Linked DNA regions of Rattus norvegicus: region 1 is linked to region 2. A link is a contact called in public Hi-C data. All regions are on one chromosome and are shown on one strand. The core of a region is the stretch at or near the end of the contact, and the rest is flanking DNA. Distances in the headings are between cores, read along the strand shown.

Evidence for each region. Hi-C and Micro-C count contacts between places; a contact is called where the count stands out from the background.
Region 1: a Hi-C map of mammary epithelial cells shows a contact between it and region 2, with 4 times the contacts expected there. The contact joins the promoter of Rai14 here to the enhancer-like site in region 2. A contact is called at or near these places in 8 of 12 Hi-C or Micro-C datasets (the A7r5 cell line, the Rat2 cell line, Schwann cells and 4 more).

What each region holds. Positions count from the first base shown.
Region 1 is chr2:61,406,997-61,413,869 of GRCr8, forward strand. Rai14 (retinoic acid induced 14) reads right to left here and starts at 2,057. Exons shown (of 18, transcript NM_001399209.1): 1 at 1,990-2,057.
Region 2 is chr2:61,207,580-61,214,959 of GRCr8, forward strand. Ttc23l (tetratricopeptide repeat domain 23-like) reads right to left here. Exons shown (of 13, transcript XR_005500732.2): 10 at 6,289-6,371. Among named protein-coding and RNA genes, the nearest start is that of Rad1, 22 kb to the left of the region's middle. Within about 2 kb of position 2,807, at least 3 of the 93 cell types and tissues checked have an H3K27ac peak or open chromatin away from gene starts, as enhancers often do.

The DNA.
Region 1 (6,873 bases), core at 807-3,306, 200 kb after region 2:
CACACATCATAGGAGAGAACTGACTTGACAATTTGTTCTCCGATCTCCACAAGCATGTTGCAGTGCTCACATAAAGACAGACAGACAGACAGACAGACAGACACACACACACACACACACACACACACACGTACAGTTGTTCATATAAACATTTCTCTCTCTCTCTCTCTTTCTCTCTCTCTCTCTCACACACACACACACACACACACACAGCAAACAGAAACAAGGGAGATAGTGTCTGAACCTTCTCCTTACATACTTTAAGAAGTGGCAGTCTAGGGATAGTAAATGTTAGGGGCCAGCATATTGCTTTCTCATTGAATCCCCAGGGACTGGGGAGTCCATTCTTAATCAGTTTTCCTATGACAGTACAAAGATCTTTGAACTGCGCTATGAATGCCTTGCACTGCCCTTTAAAGTCATAAAAAAAAAACACATCTAAGAATGTAAATAATACAATAAACTCATTCGTGAAGCATCTCGGTGGTTGGAGATAAAACTGACAGCCCAGCATGGATGACTCTCCCAGTACTTATTCAACAAAAGTTGGATTTCTTCTGATAAAATTGGCTGCCTTATAAGCCTAAGCGAGGAAAGACTCCGAGAGTAAGTTATCACTAGCAAAAGATAACATTAAACCCATCAGTCAAAAACAAAACGACTCCTGTCACACGTGTAAGCAAGCATACAGGGCCCAGCACTCCCGGGACAAAGCAAAGTCTAACCTCCCTGGGATTCACAGGCTTTCTCCGATTATGTTCAAACCCAGAGGAGATGAAAGAGCTAACGCTAGATCCTCTAAGGGACCAAACTAGTTCCTGTCTAAGGCAGCCTTCACAACCTTGAGATCTCAAACCCAAGACAATGGGCAATCCGCTAGTCCCAGGCAGATCCGCGCTATCCCTCCTAAAGCGGCTAACACTCAAATTACCTGTGAGTCCAGAGTGAAGGGAGACAGCAGGTAAGAAGTGAGTGGCCTGGCATCTGCATACTTGGTAACGGCAGTAAAGCAGTGCCGGGCTCCTTGGAAAAGAAAGCCTGGCTTTATATAAAGTCCAGGCCTCTGTGAGGTCACCCCTGCCTCTTTAAGTCACAGTGGGCTCCATCTGCTTTAATCTCCCCATCTGTTGCCTTTCCAGACTTAACACCCCACTGCCACCACCACCACCGAAGGAGATGCGAAATCCAAAATGAAAAACCGCTGGAAACTGCAGAACCTAAACTGGGGACACAAACTGGCCCAAGACAGCAGGAGTTGAAAGAACGATGCCCGCCTGCCCTCCCAGAGGGTCTCGATGGATGGCGACCGAAGCCCAGCAGCTTGGAGTGTGCCCCAACTCCAGCATCCTCCTCCCCGCCCTCCTAAGAGCTGTGGTGGGGGGAAATAACAAGGAGGGTGGGGGACAGGGGGCTGTGACAGCTTAGGGCGGTCTCGCCTGCGTCCTCCGGACAGCTCACCCGCTCCCTTGAGTCCGTAAAGGAACAATAGCGGACTGTGGGTCTCTAGAGCCACCCGGCGTCTCCCGCTCCCACCTCCGTCTTCTGCTTTTCCAAGTTCAGCCAAGAGGTGGGTCGAGCCAGGGAGCAAGGACTGGGGTACCGGACCCCGGGCAGGGCACGCAGGTGGGACAGGCTGTCCCGGGGGCGCAGACACATCGTTCTCCCGAATCCGGTCATTCATTCCCACCCGCGCTCCCTCGGCAGACGCCCCGCGCCACTGCCCCGCACCAGACCGCCAGAGGAGGCGAGCCCCTTTTCCAAACTAAGTCGGACCTCTCTTTCTGCCAGAGCCCCACCATCCTCCCATTCCTCCTCTCCCCAACCCCCAACTGTCTTCCGTGGACAGTGGGCGGCCAAAGCTGTGTCCAGACCATAACTCCAGCCCCGCGCTCCTCCCGGCGCCCGGAGCTCGGCGCAGTCCCAGACACAAAGGCGGGGACCGAGCCCAGAGCCCGCACCCCAGCCTCCCGGCTCCGCGCGGTCACTCACCCCATCCAAGCGGCTGCCTCAGCTCCGGGCCCGGCTGGCCGTCCCGCCCGCCGCTTCCCCAGGAAAGCGCGGCTGCCGGGCTCGCTTCCTGCTCGGCTTCCTGCACTGGGTCCCTCCTCCTCCTCTTCCTCCTCCTCCTCCTCCTTCTCCTCCTCCTCCCTCTCCTCCTCCTCCCGAGGCTGGGTCAGTGGGCGCTCAGCTCCCGGGCTCCGCCGGCAGGGCGGGGGCAACGGCAGCACCACCACGTGGCCGCCGGGCGCCGGCCCCCGACCTGGATCCCGTGGGCTCAAGGAGGGAGGTGCTGGCCACTCCCACCCCGCGCGGCCCCAAATTCCCGGAGTCAGGTGACCTGGCCCCGGAGCAGCTCCCGGGACCTGCAGGAGGTGCTCCCCGACCGCCCACGCCTCGGCTCGCGGCGCCTCCAGGACGTCCACGCTCGCTTTTGATTTCTGTGGAACGCGGGAATCCTTCTCCGTGGGTCTGTCTCACACCTTAACTTGAAGTTAGTGGGATCCACGGTATGCGGGTTCCACTGCTGGGGTAGGGATAAGGACCCGAGAAAGTATTGTTTCTGGTCCATTTCCAAAGTTATCTGTAGTCTTGGGAAAAGCAGAGTCATTGACCCAAAGCCCGCTCTGAACCAAACAGGAATCGGTTCCATTTTCGTTGTGAACGAAAAGAAAGTAAACCAGAATGTACTCACATTTTCTGGGCTGAACCAGTTGGTTGGAGCGACTGTTTCTTAACACTCCTCAGGTGGTGAGACAAAACTTACTTGTGCTCTGCTCGGGAGTTGGGAGACTATCTGCAGCCTGCAGGGACAGGCTAGACGGGAGTCGGAGCGCCCTCAGCAGGGTGCCTTGAGTTGGAAGTCCTGAGATCCGGTGAAGCTTCCCTCCCCCAGACCACCAGGACCGGACTTCTGAACCGAATCGACTTCTCCATTAATTCTGAGGATTTGAAATCTCTCCACTATTCCCCTGATTTAAGTAGGCTTTTTAGTTCCACTAGCCAGCTAGGTCGTAGAAAGTTTAACTCACCAAAGCTCCACGGGACTCCTGGTTGGTGGTGTGTCTTTCGCACAGAGAGGTTTCTAGCGATTTTTGCTAGGATCGACTGTAAGTCCACTGAAGGAAGTAAGGAGGAAAAACAGCCAATTCCAACAGAAGTGAGAGTCACCTTAACACCAACCAGTGTACAGTATCTTTGTGTGTGTTAGCATCAGATCGCGTGTGTTTTATCCCACTCCTTCGCTCCTTTCCCCAAGAGAACACCTTGCCTTAGCTTTCACAAGCAAACTTGCCAACTAGAAAACAAAAGCTTCATCTTTAGCTCAATAGCCTTTGCTTTCTAAGCACCATACATCAAAAAGATTCCCCCGGGGGAGTGGGAGTGGGGAGCCAATTCAAAGCAAGATGCACACTCTTATACATGTGGTGTGGAACTAAAAACCACACTAAAAGAAACTGACAAGTACTCCGTGTAGTGCTGGCAATTTCTACTACCCAGGTTTTCATCTCGGGTCCTTTAATCAGTTACCGACTGAATATTTAAGTACCTTATACTGTTCATCCAGCATTGAGCATAGCCACCTGTGGGTTTCTCACCTCTAATTTTTGTTGAATCAAAGGCAGTTGGGATGGTGGTACAGCCTGTCAAAGGCTCCTTCGGAAATGTCTGTGTGTGCATATTGTTTAGGAACTGAAGACAAGTTGTAGTTAAACTATTAAACAAGTGTCTTTCTAACTAGCCTTTCTTTCATTCACCCAAGGCCTCAACTCTGCTAATCTTTCCCGATCACCTTTAAAGACCCTTTCCCAAGTTGCCTTGTCCGCATAGGTGTCCTGTGTGCTCTACCCTCAGTAGTTTATAACCCAACCCCCATCGGCAAGATCGAAGTGTGTGAGGCACCGTGTGGAGGGAAGAGTGTGCCAAATCCACTTGCAGAATCACCCTTTTCAAACTCAAAACTGACACTCGTGTACTTTAGAGGCTTCACCTACCTTAGACAACCCTTAAAACACTCCCTTCTGCATGGAAATCGGTGATTAAGTTTGGGGGTTAAGTAATGTCTTCTCCTTGCTTTGTTGTTATTTTGTCCATGAGTTTTAGAAATGCTAACTGGGGGTTGGGGGATTTAGCTCAGTGGGAGAGCAGTTTGGTTCGAGGCCCTGGATTCCGTCCTCAGCTCGGGGGGGGGGGGGGGGGGGGGGGGGGGGAGTAGGTGGGGGAGGGTATGCTAACTGAGCTCAGGTTTTGAATACAGCAGTAAGTGGGCTGCCTAAATAAAGTTAAGCACCTGCTATCTAAAGTCTGTTAAAATCTCAGGGGATAAACATGTTGCATTGTAGGTATAAATTTCTTGAAACCTATTTTTATTAAGAGTTTAACTTCTCCTCTAGCCCACCACCCAGCAGAGGCAGTGGAAGGAAAAAAGTTTTTAGGATATGGGGAGAGTGGACCTATTTAGCAATAGTTTATTGTGGGGCGAGCTCGATCTTCTTTGGTAGCAACTCAGCCCTGTAGCAAACACAAATATGGCGGATCAGCTGTACACTAGACCTCTAGGTAGACAGACACCAGGCACAAACCAGCAGCTACAGTCTAATCCTTTTAGTAAGCAGACACCAGTTAGCTAGTGTCAATCCTGAAGGCTCGCCATCCTGCCTGACCGAGGAAACAACCTTCTCAATGGCGCCATTCTCACATGTTGAACTCAACAATGCTATGCAAGGCCAGCCGATATATGTGTGTTAACAAAGAATAACGAGATGGAGCAAAGCAAACCCATGCTCAGTGCTCGCCTCCCACTGCTCTGGGGTCATATTTATATTCCTTTATCAAGCATCCTTCCGTGTGTTTGCTATATCAAAACACCCTTTAAGCTGTGTCTGCTTCAGGAAAAACGTTCCTTCACAAGTCATTTACATGTGTCCACTTCAGCTAAATGTTCCTTCACGTGTTTGCCCCAGCAAAACACCACCCAGCCGACTTTCCAAAGAACCCTTAGGTTTCCACTTCATTGCACTCCTGACCTGCACGCCTTACCCCAGAAAGGTAAGCGTGGCACAATATGTATTGCAAATATATAATGAATATTAAGAGCAAGGAGACCGTGATCAAAATCCATTTTGCTTTGAACTGGAAGCGTTTTAGCCTCTTCTGTCCTCACTTTCCTAATGAATAAAAGAGCTCCAACTCCATGACCTCTCAGAACCTTTTCAGCTGAGACCCCTAAGCCTATCCTTAGTTTGCTGAGCCCGTATAAGCGAAATTTACCTTGTTTCTGAGGTAAAGCATTCTCTAATCACTCCCTTGTCACACCAACATCTTTGTGAACTCTAAAGAGTGTGGCCATCTAGCACTTAGTAGGACTCCATGAATGAAAAAACATTGATTGGTAAAACTCGAGTTTTGTTTTTGAAGTTAAATATTATATCCCTTCTACCTTCCTCAGTCTCTCGCCAGTACTGGTTCTCAGATTAGGAACATTTGAAGATGATACAAGTGAAAACTACCCATCCCTGCCGGAGGAAATAGCACATCAGAACCAAAGTGCCGTCCACTGTATTTGGTGTGTGGTCAGTGCTGCAGTTTGGATCTGAAGTGTCCGTGTGTGTGCTCAGGGATTGATCCCCCCAGGACCATGCTATTGGAAGCACATGCTATATGACACTTTTAGGAGGTAGAAACTGGGAGGCTCTTCAGGACCAAGGCACGTGCCCTTGAAGGGGTTTGTGATACTCGAGTAGCCCTTTATCTTTGCGTCTGGCCAAGCAAACCTCTTGGCCATGCCTCGAACGCTGGCCGTCGTGCAGTGCTTGTCACAAGCCTAAGAGCAGGCATCATGACCGATGGATCATGGACTGCAGCCTCCATAACAGTGAACTAAAATAAGGTTCTCAGCCAGGAGAAATAGCACGTGCCAATAATCTCAGCTCTTGGCAGGAGAGTCAGGAGTACAAAGTCATTCTTTATCTTTCTTCACGGTGAATTCAAGTCCAGATCAGGCTACAGGAACCCTCAATCTCAAATGTCCAAATTAATTAATTAAAGCTTATCTTTTTATAGTTTGATTATCTCTAGTATTTCGTTACAATGACGGGACGCCGACTCAGCATATAACCTCCTCTCTGTCCAGTAAAAGGCAGCCAGACTGAGAGATACAGAGAACTCTGAAGCCAGTCCCAAGAAGAAGGGGGAAACATAAAACAAGCAGAAGGCTGGGGGGCAGGGGGCATTCTACACGTTCACACACATGCTCAAATAGTCACAGAAAAAAAGCATTCTTTTTATATCTCCCGGTTGAAAGCCACTAACACAGGAAAAACACTAATAAAGTAACTTTAGATTACAAAATGTAGGGAGTCCTTGGTGGAAAAGCAGCTTCAAAACACCAATTGGTTTGTGGGTTTTCGACTTCTCAGAAAGCCAGCAGTTGCAATTTTAAAGGTAGGTCATTTTGCTTTTCTTCTCAGCAAAGTTGAGCACCTGCTCAGGAGAGGGACTACAGAAAGCCCTGCCTGGTGCCCAGCTTACAGAAGGCCGCAGGGGAACTGAGCATCTTGCCCTTGGCACTACAGACTTACTAAGAGGCTGTTATGATTCTGGTTATGAGGTGGGAATGCTCATGCTCCCAGTGCTGTCCTGCTCCACTTGGTGGTGACAGATGCCACAGGTCTACTGGGTAACCTGATCTACTGTAAATGTAAAATTTGCCCGACTGCATGTGCTAGCAGGAAGAAAAAAAAAAGGTCTCTTTAACTGTTTCTGTATTGAGTATGAGTAGAAATTTTAGTATTTTCTTTTTTTTTTTTGGTTCTTTTTTTCGGAGCTGGGGACCGAACCCAGGGCCTTGCGCTTCCTAGGTAAGCGCTCTACCAC
Region 2 (7,380 bases), core at 1,557-4,056:
TGACTCCTCATTAAAGAAGGCTGAAACATAGGGTAACTTGTACATGGAAAGTGCTGGAACAAGATTTAAACAACGTCGTAACACTATGTCTAGTATGTGGTCTACATTCTTCTAGTTAGGACTCTCTTGTAACGGGGGTGGGGCACTTTGCAAGGTAATGCTCACTTTCTGATTATGGAACATGTCTAATTGAATGTTGGCCCAAACATTAATATCAAAAAGTTGTTCTACAAGTTCATGCTAATGTTAGCAAATGGCGATGTCCTATTTGCCAGTAGAATGGCTTCTTAGTCAGCATTCTCTCCACATCTGGAATCTTTGTCCAACTTTGTCATCATCTCCAATCAGACACTCTCCAGGCCAGCAGGCTTTCCAAGCTGCTTTACTCACATTAGCTCGTTTACTTACAACGACCCTATGAACTGAGAATTCCGGGTTTATCCCTACCTCAGGGATGAGGAAACTGATAAGTGAGCTGTCCAAGACCATATGCCGACACACAATAGAGCTGGGCTATAACAGCCACTGGCTGCATCTCACCTCTACACTGAATTATCTCTTAACATTTATCTTTCCATCATCACAAATAAGATGCATGTTATAAATGCTAAAATAAAATCACAAAAATATAGAGCACGAAGTCTCCACACACAAATGACCCAGACATAATACTATTATGTTTAGTAATCACATATTTATAAAAACCAATATGTAGTTTTTTCTTATTCCTTCCAACATATCTGAGGTAAAACCCAGGGTTCTGAATGACCATGTTATAACATATACCACTTTTTTCTGGTTGGCATTTGAATTTGTCTACCATTTTTTTCTTATTGGAAACAAATCCTTAAAGAAGATGAAGACCAACATGCACAAAGCTTGAGTACAGATATCAAAAAACAGATTTTGAACCATATTTCAGAGTCATGGGACACACACACTTAAACATTTTACCCACTTTTTTCCCCTCAAAAAACCAACAAAGGGTAGTATAACAGCCAGTCTTATCAACAGAATATGAAGAGGGCCAACTCGCTGTGACCTTGCTGACAGAACGAGGCTGGCAGGTATACTCTCCATTCTCACGAATCCTCGGCTAACACTTGCACTTGTTAATGCTACAGGAGGCTGGACACTGCCTGCTCACTGGTAGTCTGCATTCCCTTAATGTTTCATTGCAATAAGGTAGTTAGTGCTTTCTGGAAACTTTCTCCTCCCTCTTTGATTTCTTTTCTGATTTTTCTAAGGTCTCTTTTTGAGTCTCCTTCATCTAGATAATACAATGATAATGCTTGGTTTTGTTGCTAATATCAATGCTACTATTATTACTATTAACTGTTACTATTACTACTACTATTACTGCTACTATTAACTACTAGTATAACTACTGCTGCTGGTGGTGGTACAATTAACTGCTACTGCCACTACAACAATTCCTGGAAGCTGTGTTTCCCACATATATTAAATGCCTAGCGAGAGTGTTTTTATTACGTCTTAGAGCTAGAGTGCGAAGTCCCACTGCACTTGTGCCCTGGTGCTCAGCACCTAAATCATGCTATAATCTCTCCAGACTAAGCGTGAACGGTCTCCAAAGCTCTTTCTAAGCCTCATTGTTCCACAGACACACATCTGTACGCTGTTTTCCATCTCATAGGCTTCAGAATGTATCTCCCTGAGCTCTTGTTCCAAACCCCCAGCAGCTTACTAGACATTGCCAAGTGTGTGTACAGGGAACACCTCAAACACAGCATAAGTAACATGGAAATTATTATCTCCCAAGTCCCAGACATCCTCCATGATGGTCTCCTCTACCAGCACTGCTCATTACGTCAGTCTATTTGTTAAGCTGGGGACTTCAAAGCCAACTTGAGTCTTGCCACTGACACACTTCACATCTAATTGCTTTCAAAGTTTGTCAACATAAATGACAGAATGCTTCTCAATATATCATCTATACCTTCCGATAGCTTAGGTCCTTAAGAGTCTCAACATCTCTCTCTTAGGCTATTGGATCTGCCTGCTAAGTGTGCTCCTTACTTCTCCCTACTTGTCTTTCATATCCATCGCTATCAGAGTTGATCTCTGAAAGCTGATAACTAATCCTATCCTGTTCAAAATTTCTTTCATAGCTGCCTTCTCTATAAGTCTAGACACTCAGTATAGTTTATGAAAGTCTGGTGCTATGGCTCCAATATTTTTACTCCAGCAGAGGACTTCAACAGACTTCACCCCAGTTTTGTCCACAGCTTGGTATTATCCATGCACATTAAAGTATAACAACTCAAGACTTCTTGCTTTCCTGAGAAACACCAACTCGCCAGCTTCTTTTCTGTCTGCAGTTTTGGTCATCTACCTATGTTTGAAGACCCTCTACCCTTCCTGCGTGCAGTTTACACACATGGTTTTGGCCTCACAATTTATTCCTCGTTGTTTTTATTTATAATTCTATTAAAAACATACTTCAGAGTAATTTCAAACTGGTTATGTGTATTTTTTCTGAAAGGAAAGTTTCTTAAACACATCGAGTACTTCTCAGTACTTGAGCTTGATTTATGAATGATTAAACTGAAGTGCACCTGGGACTCAGGTAGAAACTTAACAACGTCCAAGTTTGTTCACAAAGACGAAGTTTTCTCTGCCTCTTTTTAAGCACTGAAATCTTACGGGATGCCTTTGTAACTGTTGTTTTGCTCTGAAATTAGCTCCTGTCTCAAGCGGCCAGTTCTGCTCTAACTTGCAGAGCCTCCACAAGACAAGAATTCAGGCTGCTGGCCGTGACAGTCCAGTGAGTATTTCACTGCGTTCCTGAAGGAGGTGTCGTAAAGCACGCTAGCGCCCATTGGAATACAAGCCGAGTCCCAGGACATCTGGGACTGATTGTTCCAGTGAGAGGCTGAAGCAGAGAGAGCCATTCCTGCACTGATTTTGGACATCTGGGCTCTGGCAACTACCCCATGGCTTTGCTCAGCAGTTCTTGGGAAACGAGATATGGGCCTGTTTCAGAGAAAGAAAAACCTTTAATGACGCAACATCTATTCCAGCAGAGGACTTCAAAGGACTCTTCTTTTCCCCTTATATGGACTCTAGCTAGGTCTAGATCTCATTGTCTTAGCAGAAAGAGAGCAATTAGATTTACATTAAAATTCCAAGAGCCTTGCCTCTTCCTGTGCAAATTAACTCTAAAAACTCAGTTTTCAGTGTCTCCACATGTAAAATGGGTTCTAGAGTGTAACCTGCTGAAGAGGCCTCTCTATATGTGGATGGAAACCCCTTCAAAGTCAGATTCTTAGTGAAAGAGCAGGAATCTGAAATCTGATCAAGCACTTAAAGAAATGTAGACTCCCTGGCGTCTGCATTAGCTTCCACAAATATCCCCTAGTTTCTCTTCATTTTATGGCACTTGTCACCTTGAGGCTACTGAGAAAACATATTCACTCTATTTATCTTGCATTCTTTCCTTATAAAGTTAGAGATACATTTTACTAACACATGGAGAATACATTGTTTTGGCCATCTTGTCTCCTACCCCTGTTCCTAGATCCACCAGGAATCTCACCCACCCAGCTAACTTTGTTTCCTCTTTTATCAAAGCCTTAGATTCCTGCTAATGGCTACATAATTTTACATGTGTGCCTTCAAGTTGTACAGACATTGAGCATGCTGTCATAAGCACTATGAGTTCATATGTACAACTGCTGTATGCAGAGGACATCGTTTCCCTGTAGTCACCTAACCACCCCTGCCCCTTACAGTCTTTCTGCTCCCTCTTCCACAGTAATCCCTGAGCCCTGGGAAGAGGGAACCTGTGTGGATGTCTCCTTTAGCGCTGAGCACTTGACAGTCACTTATTCTTTGAACCTTGACCAGTTGTGGGTCTCTTGTCTGTCTGTCTGTCTCCCCCTCTGTGTGTGTGTGCGCGTGTGGGTGTGTGCGCGTGTGTGCGCACCATGGTATGCTCTGATAAGCATTGGAAGTTCAGAGGACAGCTTGTAGGAGTCTATTCTTTTCTCCCACCATGTGTGTCCCAGGGATCATATTTAGTCTTCAGACATGGCAGCAGGTTCCCAGGTTCCCTTAACCTACTGTTAATCTCACTAGTTCTGAGGTTTCTCTTGTTTGGATACAAGCCAGGTAGAATTTTTGCCCCAACTTTGAAGAAAGAGCCTGTGTTTCTTCTCTGAAATTGCATGTTGTTTTTGTTCCGTTTTGTTATTAATAATTTCAAAACATAAAAGGTGCTTTAAATGGATCAGAATGTCAAAATCTCAAACACAAAATATGGTAATTCTGACTAACAATTACCCCTACTTTCGATTATTCTGACTTGTCTTAAAAGTGAGAGGCTGTGAGTCTTCTATAAGGAAGGGGAGGGATGAGTGTTTTGCTAACATTGATTTAGCACACGCTCTGCTGGGCACTGGGATATGCATGTATAGACAAGAATTTGCTTAAAAGTCATGACAACTCATGATACACTGAGACTTACCCATCAGTGATGGAGAAGCTGAAGCTCAAAAGGGCAAATGATTTGCTCAGCTTCATGCACTTCCCAAGGATAAGATGGGTTAGAATCATAAATCTTACTCCAGGCATGAGTATTCCTTAGCCTACTCTGGATAGAAAACAGTAAGATGGCCATATATATGACTCATTTAAACATTATGGTTCATTATGTCTACTCTGAAGAAAAATAATTACTATCAGTATTGATATTTTATTATGATGTTGACAATAAGAGAACATTAAAGATGTAAGGCTTTCCTGAACCTGACAATTATTTATGGTCTCATTAATGCAGACATGAGAGGGAAGTGCCCACCCGTTGAGGGGAGTGTGTTGCATAACCACAGACTAAGGGCACTAAGTACATTCTCAAAGACGAGAGACCTGGGAGCTGGAGTCCTGAGTTGTGAATCTGCTTTTAGAGTAGAAGCTAGATTTCTGCCTTCAGAAGCCAAGCTCTGACATTAGAGAGGCCTGTGGTAGATTCTAGCTCTGCTTCTTCCTGGGAAAACTTTGTGATTTTTTTAAACACCCAAAGAGTCTAAGCTTCAGTTTTATCCTGAGAGAAAACATACGTACCAACTGTGGTTTCTGAATCAGAAATAGCATGTGTTAGAGAAATGAAAGATCAATATTCTAGTTTGTCATACTCTTTCTGTCTTGATGAAGAAATATGCTTTTATATACACACACTTGTAAGTGGGGCGCTTCTGTGAGGTTGGTCCTCTGTACCCCTAACCTGAATGTCATGGGAGGGGCTGAGAACCCAATTCTCTGGCTGGTGGTAAGTAGACAATAGCTTTATTCAGCACCCACCTCAGATGTGGCTGACTAAGACTGGTGTGACAGACCCGGCTGCAATTATTCTTGCAGCTCATCTCTCCCACCTGCCTAAGCTGGTGAGTCTGCTGAGAGTGGACTAATGAATGACTTCTGGTGAATGAAATCAGCATCCTAACCTCACCCAATAATGATACCCTCTTTGTCAAAGAACTCTCTTTGAAAATCATACAGCCTTTAGGGTCATATTTACGTGGATCCACATTTCAAAGACTACAGATTAGAGGGAATCTTCAGAAGCTTGGTCTTTGTCCTGTCAAATAAGAGCTTCATGTTGGGTAGTTGTGGAAGTTTAAATGAAACCCTTTCTAAGCAGGACCAAGCTCAATTGGAGGTTTTAGTACACACCTAACACTTTTTAATTCTCCTTTTCCTTAGAAGGGAACAATCCAAGGTCAATATCACATTGAGATGTACAGACATCAATGACATAAGAAAGGAGGAGACTGCAGCAGGTCTTTGCCAACCATTCTCTTTGCCTTAAACCTAAGCATTGAAGGGGAATCTGGACATGCTAAATTGCCCCAAACACCTGCCCTATATTTAGATATGTAGATATAGTCGACGAGAAACATAATTTTAAAGTATACATTTATTTGACTTTGTAAAAATCCCAATTTATACAATATTATGTTCATCACGCTGTCAGCAAAGACCTTGTCTTGCAGGATTTGGCTAAAATGTTCAGCACTGTGAGAGATATGCTTAATGTATTTGTAGATGTAACAGTATGTTGCATATTATTTCAGTCAACTCCTATAATTCCAGATCCTGAGCTATTAAGAGATCAATTCATTATTCCCAGTATAGAATCTGAGAAAGTCCATAACTGAGGTAAGAGTTTTTGCCTTACTAGGTAAGTCACCCGTACCTGGCTGAATCAGAGACAGACATATTCATATAACCACAGTGGCGACATGGTTCATATCCATATGCAGAACTTACCTTTGCAATAGGGAAAGGAGGCTTTTAGTCTCTATGCTCTTAGTGTGCTCACTTCCATAGATGAGACTCTGAATCATTAGACACTGCAGGTGAAGTGAGAAATACAACAGGTTAAAGAGACTCGGTGCAAACACATCAATTGCAAACTGAGTCAGAAGCAGACTAGGGGACTTGGGGTGTCCGGAGTCTGTTGGTTCCTTCCAAAGAGCAAATCAGCATGCACTGAGGGCTCTAGTTACGTTGTGTATGCTCCGTGTGATTTATACGAAATCCAGTTTACTGCACCTGTTGCTACAGACAACCAAAGCAATGAGACCCCAAATTGAGGAAATCCCTCCTTAAGATATGGCAAAAGCAATGGTTTCTGTCAGGACCTTTGAAATAAATCAAAGTAAATAAACAAGCAAAGTCCACACGTGCCTCTCAAAGCTGCCTTCTGTTCTGATGCTGACCACTTTACTCTTAGTCTTGAAAGTCTATTGCTGATAATCTTCATCTCAAACAGCCTATAGAAAGTATACAGAATGCATGAACGGATTTTCAAGACATGGGATATCAGGTAACAAAGGGCTGTGATTGTCCCAAAGAGAGAAAGCAGGTGTGGTAAACAACATGAATGGCCCAGGCTACACTCTGAGTTTCTGGGCCATCACACAGAAGAGACAAGATCATGCTCACCAGAATCTATCATAGTGCTGAAAGCACTTAGAGATATAGTAACATATACTTAGAGAAGAGCAATAGAGAGAAGACACCCTCACAGAAAAACTGTGGAGATCTGCATAGGTTCCCCTCAAGTAGCAAAGGCTAGCCCATGAATGAGAAGCAAGTGCAGAGAGCACAGGAATGAATCATCTGGAGGAAAGGATGCTGGACAGAGTACATAGCATTTATGCCAGGTCAAGCTAGAACTGTTGACTAAACAGTGTCCAGTCCCATGTAGGATCAGGCAAGACATGGGTCAAGTTGTTTATAACTAGATTAGCTAGAATGAATTTCAAAAATAGTTATGAGTATGAATGAGATACTATATCCAATAAGATCTAGTGTTAGCACCTCAGCGCTCAGGAGGTCCCAGGGCTCAGGAGGCAG